Regions from separate parts of the Rattus norvegicus genome. Here region 2 is linked to region 1. The links are chromatin contacts, called in public Hi-C maps. All regions are on one chromosome and are shown on one strand. Each heading gives the region's core, a stretch centred on a gene start, on an enhancer-like site or on the middle of the called end of the contact. The rest is flanking DNA. Distances are from core to core; before and after follow the strand shown.

Region 1 (6,289 bases), core at 1,779-4,278:
GAACTTGGTCCAAGCCTCCCTTACCACAGCTTGTTTTCAAAGAGAGTGAACACAGGCAATGCTGTATGTTGCTCTACCAACGTGTATTAAGTAACACCTATTACATAATGATAGGATAGTAGGCTCAGCTACCAAAATGTGGCCTTTAGATGAGCAATATCATGTGGCCCACCATGTTATGTCTATATTAAGTGTATCCCTCAACAGAAGGAAGGTTTGGCTTTGGTTGGGGGGCTATGGAATGCCTCACTTCCTTTGTATTATCTTCTTTGGACCCATTTTTATTCCAGGATAATGAGAGCTTTGCGTGAGTAACCTAGGATAGACCATGGTCTTTTCAGACTAACTTTTTCTTATTGCCAAATGAAGCTCTTTTAAATATGTTCTCTGTGAAGCAATCATGACATCCATTGGCCAACTGGATCTGGGGTTATGCCTGGATACTTTCCACATCGCACGTGGCTGTCAATTTGAATTGTGTATCAACTACCCATCATATTTGGCACATCTGTATTTAACATTGGCATTAATTTTACCCCATTGTTCTAATTGCAGTACTTGGATGTAATGACACCATTCAATTCACAGATGGTACTGGTGGGGGGTTATCCCAAAAAAAATATAATGTAATTTTAATTTGGAATGTGAGAATGCCAAAAATAAGCGCTTCACTGATTAAGTTATCTGAGCCTGCTAAACAGTTGAACATTTGAACTGAATAGGAAGAACTGGGAAGGGGAACAGCAGGTTTCAGACCCAACCTACTGCAAGTGTTTTGTGTTTTGATTATAGTCCATGGGGATCCCGAGTCTTATCGGTTCCTAAACAAACTTTGACATACTTAAGGAAGACAAAAAAAAATGAGAGTTTCGAATAACATCAAGGCATTCTTTTGAAAACAGAGTCCTTGATGGTCAGGGTGGGGCTGTAATTTGAAAGGCAAATATTTAATTTACAAAAATTTATTTAAGGTATCATCTCAAACTTGGCATTCACACAGATATAAACCTTGCTTGGTGAATCACTGCCATAATTTCTATGAGATTATAAAGTAATTCCCTGCACAATTTGAACTTTATAGAATCAAATCAGGTGACAATTGAAAGATGTTTTTTCTCCCAAAGGGTACAGGACACTTCAACAACATAGAGATGACTAGAATACAAAGCTTTGTATCTCACGTGAACACTCCCATTGCTCTCAAGCTGTCTCCTCTCTGGTAGGAGGACGGGTGGCCACACCTTGAAGGCCCAACTATGTTGACCAGCTTGAGTCAGGGAGGAGGGGGTCTAGTCCATGAGAACATCTTTATGCTGTGCCTAGAACACTAACAGAAGCTGGAGGAGTTCATTGAGGTCACATAAGGCATCAGGGTATAAAGGCTTTGCTGGAGCAGAGCATTAATTTGCTTAAAATACGGAAATTCCAGAAACCAGGCGGCTAAGAGATTCTAATTCAGCTAGATGCATTTCATGAAGTAAGTGGGTGGTGGACACGCTGATTTTTTTTTAAACCTGGAAAAATGGTTTATAAAGAAAAGCATAGCAACACCTGGCTTGGAGATCACTACCAATCCGCATACAAATCCATGGTCCTCTGGAGGACAGTCAACCTGACATACTAAACGGTAATTTGAGACAAGAGTCCCAATAAGGCATTGCCTAGATAACATTGGCACCTGGGTGTGCCTGTGGAGGATTTTCTTCATTATTTTAATTGCTTTGGAAGACTCAGTATACTAAGGGAGGCCTCATTCCTTATGCTTGGTTCCCGAAATGTGCTAGAGTGGACAAAGTGAGCTGAGCAGTTGGCATGAGTGCATCCACTCTCTCTCTGTTCTTCACTATAGACATGACTAGTTTATAAAGTTCCTGCCTTAACTTTCCTTTGATGCTGGATTGCTAACATGGAGATTCAGGCCAAAATAAATACCTCTATAAGTTGACTTTTGTCGGGGCAAGGATGACAGCTGGGTCTATGACAAAAAGGCTGATGACTAAAGCAGAAAAGAGTTGAGGTTTCTATTGCCACGACCAACAGCAGATTGTGGAGGAAGGGGTTTATTTGATTTACATATCCTGGTCACAGTCCATTGAGGGAAGCTAAGAGTTCAAAACACAACTGGGAGGCAGAAACTGAATCAGAAGCCATGAGTAAACATTGGTTAATGGCTTGATACTTTCAGCTTGCTTTCTTAGAAACCCAGAACCACCTTCTCAGGAGGGGCATTACCCATAGTGCCCTGCATCCTTCCATATCAATCATTATTCTGAAAAATGCCCCAATACTTACTTGCCTATGTGCCAATCTATGAAGGCGTTTTCTCGACTTAGTTTCCTCTTCACAGACAACTAAACCAAACCAGCACAAAGGATATCGTTTAAGGCTTGGGTTGTACTTCTTCAATGAGGAGGGTCTCCCAAATCTGACTAAAAGACAGACAGCATGGCTTCAGTTGAGTAACAACACAGGAAATATTGGGTAATTTGTTGCTATAAGGTCTGACTGTATGGAAACATCTTTCCAATGCTGTAGGAGAAAGTAGAATTTGACTGGCTATCAGTTAAAGTAACAGATCTCAGGAGGGAGTGAATGCTGCAGAGACATACCTGGGTATGTCTAAGGCAGCATGGTACTGTGAGGATATTTTACTGTGAAACTCATAGTCCTTAGATGCCTGTTTGTAAATAAATACACAGCACATTCTTAGAGCAGCGATCTTCCTAAGACCAACACCTGCTGAAGGGAACAGAAAACCTAGACCATTAAAATTTCTAGGGCTTGTGCCTAATCATGAAAGACAGACAAAACTTGCTCAACTGTTTTGGAAGCTGGGGGCTCAGTGCTAAGTGCTGTCTACACTGGGCACGCTCGCAGAATGACTGTGTTCTTTCTGTTTCTCTACTGGGATCCTCGGAGCGTTTGTATAAGTGGTAGCCGTTCCTGCAAGAGGCATGTAGGCACAAAATGTTGTTTGTGTTTCTGCTGTAACCTCTCAGTATTTTCTGGAGAATTTCAAAACCATGCTCGAGTTTACATTTCGCCTTTATCTGCAGTGGTTAGCGTTAAATATTAACCTACCCTGGACTTTCCTAGAGCATAGCTTTTAAAACTATAGGCCACAGGGGCCATAGGGAGTCATGTAATAAATGTGGATGTCCTGAAGAAGTTGCCAACTATTCAAATTTTCTGAATGTGTGACAGCCAGAATTTAGTTCAGAATTCTGATGCATTGTGATTCTGAGTGTTTCTGGTAGGGGTCACCTGTGGCATCAATGACCTCACTGAAGCCCGGATTCTGAGTACACAATCGTGAACTTTGCACTGTGCATGCTCCCCTGCTGGGCAGCACTGATGAACTCTTCTGAGACACCTTGGCTCAGAGGCAAGTCTCTAGTGTGCTGTGAATTGCAGAACATATGAAGTTTTAGGCTCCGATACAAGTGTAACGGTCTGATTATGAAAAGCAAAAGCTCTCAGCATCTCCACCTTTCCTCGGCTCCTGTGAAGTTACTGTATCTCTGGATCGTGTCACATTTTTTGAAATCATGGTCCGATTTGCTGGCTTAAGTTATTTCACAATGCATCACAAAATAAATTTTGTCTTGGAGTCCTGATAGGATTTCCAACAACTTCCGAAATGCACTTGAGCACATTGCTGCCATCTTTGTGGTAAGTGTTTAATACAGAGCGATAGCCTCACCCCTGATGACTGTGAAAATCCAACTGCCAAGCAGCCCTTACAAAGGCTGAGGATGTCACGCATCCTGAAGAGTCTTTCAGCCAAGACCTAATACTTATGTATAAATGATACAAACAGCTCATTAATTTGCAGTCGTGTTTTCTGGACGATTATATGTATATGAAAGAACTGTTCTTAAATAGAGTTTTTATTACGGTATTATCAGAAAATATTTTGTATGTATGCCTATTTACACACACACACACACTCATGCAGACACACTCACACATACTTGCACACTCACACTCACACACTCCCACACTCACACAAACTCGCACATTCACACACACACTCGCATACTCACACACACACTCACATACACATGCACACACAGTCTCACACTCACACAAACACACACACTCATGCACACACACTCACACACTCACACACTTTTACACTCACATACACATGCACACATTCTCACACTCACACTCACACATTCATTCACACATGCACACATTTTCACACTCACATACACACACAAACACTCACACAAACACACACACTCATGCACACATACACACTCACACACTTGTACACTCACATACACATGCACACACATTCTCACACATATTCACGCACACACGCACACACATTCTCTCTCTCACACACACACACACAAACACTCACACACTCACACACTCACACACTCGCACACTGGGGTCTGTTTTGTGTTGGCCAGCTGCTCCTGCACATGGAGCGTACCCTGGAGCATGGTTGCTACCCCCAGTGACACTTCACTGGAGAAAATGGATTTTCCCTTCGCCAGGTTCTCCTTCTCGGGGCTGGGATTTCTGTCTGGTTTGAACCTCTGCAGGTCGCAGATCTTCTATGCTGTGCAGCCCTGTCCGGTCTGGAAGATGCAGTTTCCTTACAGTCCTCCACCACCCCTGACTCTTCCAACCTTCCAACCTCCTCCTCTGCAGGAGGGGATTGGTGAAGACGTGCCATTTAGAGCCGCGTGCTCCAAAGTCTCTTGTTTCTGCACGGTGTCCAGTTGTGGGTCCCTGTGTTATTAACCATCTACTGCAAATAGAAGCTTCTCTAATGAGCACTAAGACTCTGATACGAGTCACAGCCAATGTGGCCACTGTGGGTCCCGGGTAGAGTTATTCTCTCTTTAAGCATTCTTACATGTAAGTGGTGAGTGTGAAACTCGCCTGGAACCTGTATGTATGCTAAGAGCCTTACAAGTCAGCAAACCATGGACGATGCTCTTAGGTCCCTGAGAACACGACCTGGCCCCCGGTTACAGACACAGCTATTAATTTCAGACAACCACTGCTCCTGAATAGATTGGCCCACCCGAGGAGTCCCCACACCTCTACTTTTCATGGTTCCCTTTACCGTTGCATAAAACTTACTTCCTTTCTATGTCCAACCATGCCTGACATTATATCTCCTCTCCGCTCATATTTAAGAGGGGCTTCCTCCTCTGGTATACGCTTTAATTTGACATACATGTGTGCATATGTGTGTGTATATATAAACTTCCATGTCTCCTGCCAGGAGTTACTGCATTTTAGTCAGTTTTTTGGAAGAGAGTGTGGCTGTTAATTAAGACGGTCACTACAAGACGAATTCCCGTGTAATTTTAGAATAGCATACTGCAGGTTTGGAAAGACCCACACCTGTGTTTACCTGTGTACTATAACTGATTCTGGAGAAATCCAGATGAGACCCAGGTGCCCAACCCACTTTGTTGCAATATTTACATTTTGCACTAAATATGTTTATGCCTCACATTTGTAGTTACATGGTCCTAATTATGACGAACAGCGTCTCTATACCTCTTCCCTGGGAAGCAGAGATCTTTTTCTCCTGCGTGGAGTAGAAATATAAAACTGACGGATCTTCTTGCCAGTTCTTCGAGCACGCTGGATAAAATTCCAGAGCGCCAGCGCTTGTTTGGACCTAACTAACGGACAAACCATCTTTCACACAGAAATTGCTTGCAAGAATCAAATACTTTTTCTCACCAGCCGTAGTGTAGAAGCTAGATCAGACAAACTCAGAAACTGTAGTGCAGACGAGGGCGCTGAGCTGCAGAGGGGAACAGAAGGCATCACGACTTCGCAATCATTCAGGTTTGGTTTTTAAGTTTGCAATGGCGAACTTTTTAGTGTTCCCTCTTTCACCTTCCCTCACATTTTGACAGCCGTTAGCAGCAGCGAGAAAGTTTAAAGCACCATTTCCCAGTGGAGAAATCTCGGCTATTGCATGATCAGCTTTTACAAACTCTGGTAGGCTTCAGTGCGTGCTTGTCGAAGTCCGTCTAGATTTACAGTATTTAGTGTATAAGACCTTTAAAAATGACCTCACAGCTTCCCACGCAGCTCCAAGTGCGAGCTTGCCTGCTGTGTTTATTGCAACCGTTCTACCTCAATCTCCACGCTGGTCTTTCTTCGGTGGCTGAAATGAGACGCATTTTCCTAGCTAGTCTTTACCTAGCCTGTCATTCATTTTGACTCTCATCTGCAGATACTCCGATCAAAATATGGTGTAAGTTACAAGATGTGAATGTATTTTTAATCAGTCTGTGGGTGG
Region 2 (6,289 bases), core at 2,524-5,023, 100 kb after region 1:
GCTGAACCCAAAGCGCTTAACAAATAGTGACAATTTAGCTATGCTTGCGAGGAATAGCTCCCATCACTTTGCGTTAGCATCTGGCCGAGTGTTAAACTCAATTCTACACAGGGAGCAGAGGGACGGGTTTCTCGCCGTTCTTTCAAGAATGTTTAAATATTTGAATATAAATCCCTTTCTGCTTGCTATCATTCCTACTTAGGGCTGCCGCCGCTGTGTTTCTTTCTGCTGTCCCTTCCAGTCCCAGAGTCTCACTTAGGCTGGAAGAGTTGTGAGTGCTGCTGGCCCTGGGGGCTGCAACAGTTGGCAAGGGTCATGGCCCAAGTTCCCCTTGCACTGTCCTCAGGAGGCATTCCCACCTAGTTCCATTTAAAACATGGCAACCCAGAGAACTATCCTCAGGAGTAAGCTGCTCCTCCGGGGAAGTTTCTGTGGGACTTCTGTGTGCCTCAGGAGGACAGACATGTAAACCGTTGATAAATGTCTGACCGCAACCCCCACCCCTCACCTGCAGCAATCGGTAGGATGATGAGAATCCAGTCACCACTCAACATTTTCATCCTGATACTACTAAAGAAGCCCACCACTCCGAGGACGCTACAGCCACATATATTTTTTCTTTCCTAAGCAAAACAAAGCTCACATGCAAATCTAAAGGCAAGAAGCCATCGCGTCTCTGGCTAATCCAGAAGCTCTGTTGGCTTTGGGTAGAACACAGAAGGTCAAAGCCTATTTTGTGTCACGATGGAGTCAAACTTTCCGAGTTTGCAGCCCCTAACACTTGACAGTGGCAACATTATGACAGGCTTAGGAGCCCGGGTATCATCCAAGCTTAGGCCGACTAAAGAAGATTCCGTGTTTTTCAAATCCAGCTGATCCCCAAGTATGAGTTAAGCATCTCTGGAAGGCAAAACTTTCCCTCACAGGCAGCATTTCAAATGCCACTTCGCTTTGATACACCCTGGCAGGAAAAACGGCTATGTTCATCCGCGGTAAGGTTCGGGGACGCATGGTGTTCTAATGCTCGGATGGGCCCCCTGGGAGCTCCCTGTTGGTGGGGGAGGGGACGACGAGGGGCCCGCCATTCTGAGGACAGTAGGAGGAAAAGATGGGAGAAAGGAAGGCATCCTGGTGCCCACAGCCGCTCTGAGAGAGCAAGCCACTGTCCCCACTGACCTTTTCTGTCCGGCAGTTGCTGATACCTATGCTGTTCACTACGGCCACCTTCCCATCCAGCGCTTGCTGCTCCCGCCTCAGCTGTTCCTTCATCTGGCGGGCTTCTTGGATTGCCTTGGTGACAGCATCGTGGTCATTTAAATAACCTGGGAATGAGACACAGTACATGTACCAAGTGCTCGGGAGAGGGAGAAGTCCGCTTTCGGCAGGGCTGTTACTTGTGTGGGTGTGTGTCTCGGGGTGGGGTAGGGGGGCGATGGCCACGAGGACCTGAGGGTTCCTGATGTCTTCACGGAACTCATGTAGAATAAGTGAATGAGCAAGCATTCGATCGGCGATGACTGGTTCACCCGGTCGTATGTGAAGGCACAGCAAAGCACCCACAGGGAAAGGACACGCTCACACTGTGTCTGGTTGCTGCTAAATGCTCACAAACTTAAAATAAAATTTTATCTAGGATTTTAAGTCAATGCCTGAATATGTTTTGAAGATTGAATTTGATTTGAATTATGCGTGCATGCATAGTATGTGTATGTACATCTCTAACTGTATCTATCTATCAATCTATCTCTTCTATCTACCTATCTACCTATTATCTATCTATCTCTTCTACCTATCTATCAATCTATCTATCTATCTATCTACCTATCTATCAATCTATCTATCTACCTATCTACCTATTATCTATCTATCTACCTATCTACCTATTATCTATCTACCTATCTATCTATCTATCTATCTATCTATCTATCTATCTATCTATCTCTTCTATCTATCTATCTCTTCTATCTATCTATCTATCTATCTATCTATCTATATCATCTATATCCATATCCATATCCATATCCATATCCATATCCATATCTATATCTATATCTATATCTATATCTATATCTATATCTGAGTGCAGCATCCACATAGGCTGGGAGAGGTCCTTGGATTTCCTGCAACTGCAGTCGCAGGCAGCTGGGAACCATGTAACATGGCTGTTGGGAACCACACTTGGTTCCTCTGTAAGAATAGTCTGTGCTTTTAATCACTGAGCCATCTTCCCAGCCCCCAAGACTAGAGCATTCCAAAGTTTAAAAGTTAGAAATGCAGAGGTCCAGTCCATTGTCCTCTGAGACCTGCGTGCTGGCAGTAGCAACCGCGACTCCCAGGCCTCTCAGAGTATCAGAAAATTCAGGTCCGAGTGTGTGGCTGGTACAGTCAGGCCTGTTCAGATGGAATTAGCCACTATTAGCCGACTGGAAGAAGCCTACCTCTCCCGTAAATCCATGTGGACATGATCTACAGGTTGCATCCAAACTCCTGAGCACGAGGGGACTTCAGGCACAGAATATGACCAAGGAGCTGACCAAGGAGCTGCAATCCGTGAGACATCATGGGTAGTGTTAACTCAGTCTCGATGGCCAGCTTGGGTCCAAGGCTCCCTGGCCCGGGCGTCGTCAAGGTCTCTGCCATCACAGTCATGAGGACAGTGAGGGAGGAGGGAGCTGAGGTGATGTTGGGTGGATCTCCACAGAACTGCGGGTCACTCACGTATTTGCTCTGCATTACTGTGCAGAACATTATTTTAGGGAGGAAGAGAACTGAGGGGAGAAAAAGCCCAGTGCGTTTTGCAACTGTTTAAAGGGTGGCTAATACCCTCTTGCTCACTCCCTATTTTTTTAACTGGGGCATAAAATGGCCCAAGATGGATCTGTAATATGAAATTGCCCAGAAAAGGGACTTGTTTGTGACATGAGGCTAAATCTAACCAGATCCATTGGTGAGCTGTGACAGATGGAGGGACTGTGAGACAGAAGGCAGGCACTAATCACACATAAAATGACCGGCTTGCCTCAACATGTTCCACGAATTCCAGCAAACTTTACACCCTAATCCATTTTTAGAACAAAAAACATCTGGGCCATAAATCCTCTAATCTGCCAAAACACGCTATTAAATCCCACGATTTGTTGAAAAACACTAAGATTAAAGAAAGGAAATATAAAATGGCTAGCTGCCTTGCTATGAAAGTGTTATTAATACTCTTTCTTTGTGTCATTATGAATGTTCTGGTACTAAAGGGCCTTGTCTAATCATGTCAGATTACACACCCTCATTGCATAGCTCTTCTGTCTGACCTGCTGATTGCCAGAAACTCATCAGATATTTTCTTGCTGCTTAAAAATTCTACTGAGAGTACTGAAGGGAGACCCGCAGAGCAGTGTCCTGGTGAGGAACTGGCGAGTGTGGTCCCTCTGTGGTCCCAGCTTTCCTTGTCGCAGGCTAATCCTGGTCCCGCCATCTTCTTGGGTCCATAAGTGTGTTCCAGATGAGGTCGTACCAGGGGGAGGGACCTTGAGAGCGATTACTGTGCCTTTTAGAAATAGTCACTGGAATTGATCCAAAGAACAAACTGATGCTTCAAATGCACAGGACGTTCACACCGAGGACTGCCTGGGGTGCCTGTCTGTTGCCTAGGCTAGACCTGCTTTCAACAACACTCTCCTTAGCACCCAGAACAATCCCCTCGATGCTTTATACCCCAGGGCATCCTGACCTGCTGCCCTCTGGGTAGAAATCCGGCCCTGCTGTGATAAGCGTTTGCACTTGTTTACTCTGTCCTCAGAAGACCAGCCTGCTTGTCCTGACCCCTGACCCATCTCTACTCAACCTGGCGACTTGTGGTTTGTATTCTCTATTTAGTCTCACTAAGATCTGTTTGGCCTCCCCAGAACACAAATGTATGTGAAACGGTTTAGCACATGGTGTTGAATAAAAGTATGAATTCTTTTAAGCTTTTTTGCAGACTGCCAAGATAGCACTGTGTAGGAAAACAGTTAATATGGATAGACGGAGAATGTAAGTCGTGGCGGAGGTGGGGGACTGAACCTGAGTGTGGCAGGGGCCACTTGGGCTGTGGGGAGGGTCAGATCAGGTTCCAATAGGTGCTGGCTCAGAAATAAACATTGCTTTTAGAGACGCCCGTGTTTCAGTGGTAACACAGTGTTGGATTCTAAGATCGGTGTCTGTCTGCTGCCATATGTCACAGAGCTCCACCATGGCAAGGGTTGGTTCTCTGTGTCAATCCTATGTCATCTTTGCATGTTCAGCTAATGCCTCTCTTCCCCTGCTGGCTCCCCTTATCCACCCGTGTCCTTGCATTGCCTTGTCTCGTATTCTAGAAAGAATGGTTGGAAATTTCATGTGTGTGTGTGTGTGTGTGTGTGTGTGTGTGTGTGTGTGTGTGTGTGTAAGCTTAACTGTGAATTATACAACATACGACCTCCATACCTTACTCTTACTATTTCCTGACTTCATTTCTGTCTCCTGTTTCACTGATAACGATGGCCTTCTTTCCTTCCCGTTATCAAGAATGTCCTAGACCAAAGTCCTCGGTTTTTCTTGCTCCTCATTTATGCTTCCTAGATCTAAACCATCTCCACACTTAGCTCAGCCTTCAGTGTGAGGTTACCTCCTCCCCCCAAACAAACAAATCAAGTTTTTCCTCAAACTTTACTTTTAAAACTCCCTCTCCTCCCCTTTCTAAGTCAAGTTCCTCAAAGAGGCTCCAGGTATGGACTCTCTCCCATCCTCTTGTCTCTCTGGCTGGAGCTGACACTGCTCTGCTGCTTCCCAGGGCTGAGGCCCCTGACTTGCTGAATTTCAAAACATTTCTCTTTCCTGCAGAATGACCCCCCAGGGTATCCTGACAGTGTGATGCTCCCCCCCACCATCTATGTGTTGGGATATAAGGTCTTCATTTGTTCATGGTTTCCCCTCCCTTCTGTGTTTTTGTCCTGGGATCTTTCCTTACCTGCTCCTTACATTTTGGTTCAACTTCCTAATCAAAAGGGGAAAAATGTGATCTACACTAGACAAGCCCGAAGCAAAACTTCAGCCGGGTCAGTCCGCAGTCCACTGGGTTGTCTCACTTTTCTCTCAGTTGCTTCACTGCTTTAATGCGAGTGGCACAGCATTAGCAAACCTTGTCAAGAGCAACTGAGAGAATATGGTCTCCAGACATAATAAATGTCCCACGACAGCATTCCCTGTCACCTTGTTTACAAAATGGCCGGGAGAAGCAAGTGGGATGGGCAGGCTGGATTCGGAGAGATCCAGGTTTCTGTTTGTGGTGGGAAGTGTGACGGCTGACAAGTTGTAACAATCACTCTAGCTTCTGCTCTTCTCGGCTATAAAATGTCTGCCAGCGTGGATGTCTGCTAAGTGAAGACACGTGTCTGTGAGGCACAGCCACTTGGCCTGTGAGGAGGTACTTCATCCCGGTAATGTCCTGACTTCATTTCTGCCCCGTTCTGTTGCCCTCTCCTCTCCCTCTTGGCACTCTCAGGGTAGGACTTTGTTCATGACAGTGAGAGCTGTGGGGAACTGGTGTTTCACGGTTGGTACGGAGTCTTATGTGGAGGCTATGGGATGTGACTCTGGAGGAGAGGGCTCACCTGGCACACATACAGGCCCTGGGTGTGAACCCCACTGCTAAGCAAATGAATAAGCAAACAGAAGTTCAGTTCAACCCAAGGCTGTCTGCTACAGCTCAAAGGGACACACTACAATTGGCCGGTTGATGAGTGATAATCTGTTGTTGTTTGTTCCTTTTGTTTTCTGTTTTCTACTATCGTTGTTCATACACTTAGGCAGTGGTTACATCTACAGTTGGGGTCTGAGGAGATTATACATGTATAGACGTTTAACAGACCCCTAGGAGGAAAACTTGAGGGCTAACAGCAGTGTGACCTCTAGCTAACATTTCAGAGGAGGTAACTAGTGTTTTACCTTCACTGCCAGAAACACCCTGAAAATCTCCTCCCTCCCTCTATTTTCTTCCTTCTCTCTGTCTGTATCTCTGTCCCTCTGTTTCTGTTCCTTTCCTCTGTATTCAAGTATGTATACATGTGTGTGCATGTGTGCGTGTGCATGTGCGTGCGTGCGTGTGTGTGTGTGTGTGTGTGTAAGGGTATACTAGGGTAGACATGTTGGTGGAAGCCATAGCTCTATTTCAATGGCTATTCCTCTGATGCCATCTACCTTACGTTTTGAGACACGGTTTCTGATGAGCATGGAGCATGTTACAAGGCGAAGTTGGCATTTTTTTTCAACATGGGTT

The links. A called contact is a pair of places that touch in the nucleus more often than the background predicts.
Region 2: a contact with region 1 is called in a Hi-C map of liver, with 2.7 times the contacts expected there. The contact joins two enhancer-like sites. A contact is called at or near these places in 2 of 12 Hi-C or Micro-C datasets (kidney and liver).

Annotation. Positions count from the first base shown.
Region 1 is chr4:178,441,538-178,447,826 of GRCr8, forward strand. No RefSeq gene overlaps it. Among named protein-coding and RNA genes, the nearest start is that of Sox5, 450 kb to the right of the region's middle. Within about 2 kb of position 3,029, at least 3 of the 93 cell types and tissues checked have an H3K27ac peak or open chromatin away from gene starts, as enhancers often do. A contact at or near this core is called in liver, where this site is marked.
Region 2 is chr4:178,542,313-178,548,601 of GRCr8, forward strand. It overlaps Sox5 (SRY-box transcription factor 5), which reads right to left. Exons shown (of 15, transcript NM_001271267.2): 11 at 1,177-1,322. Among named protein-coding and RNA genes, the nearest start is that of Sox5, 340 kb to the right of the region's middle. Within about 2 kb of position 3,774, at least 3 of the 93 cell types and tissues checked have an H3K27ac peak or open chromatin away from gene starts, as enhancers often do. A contact at or near this core is called in liver, where this site is marked.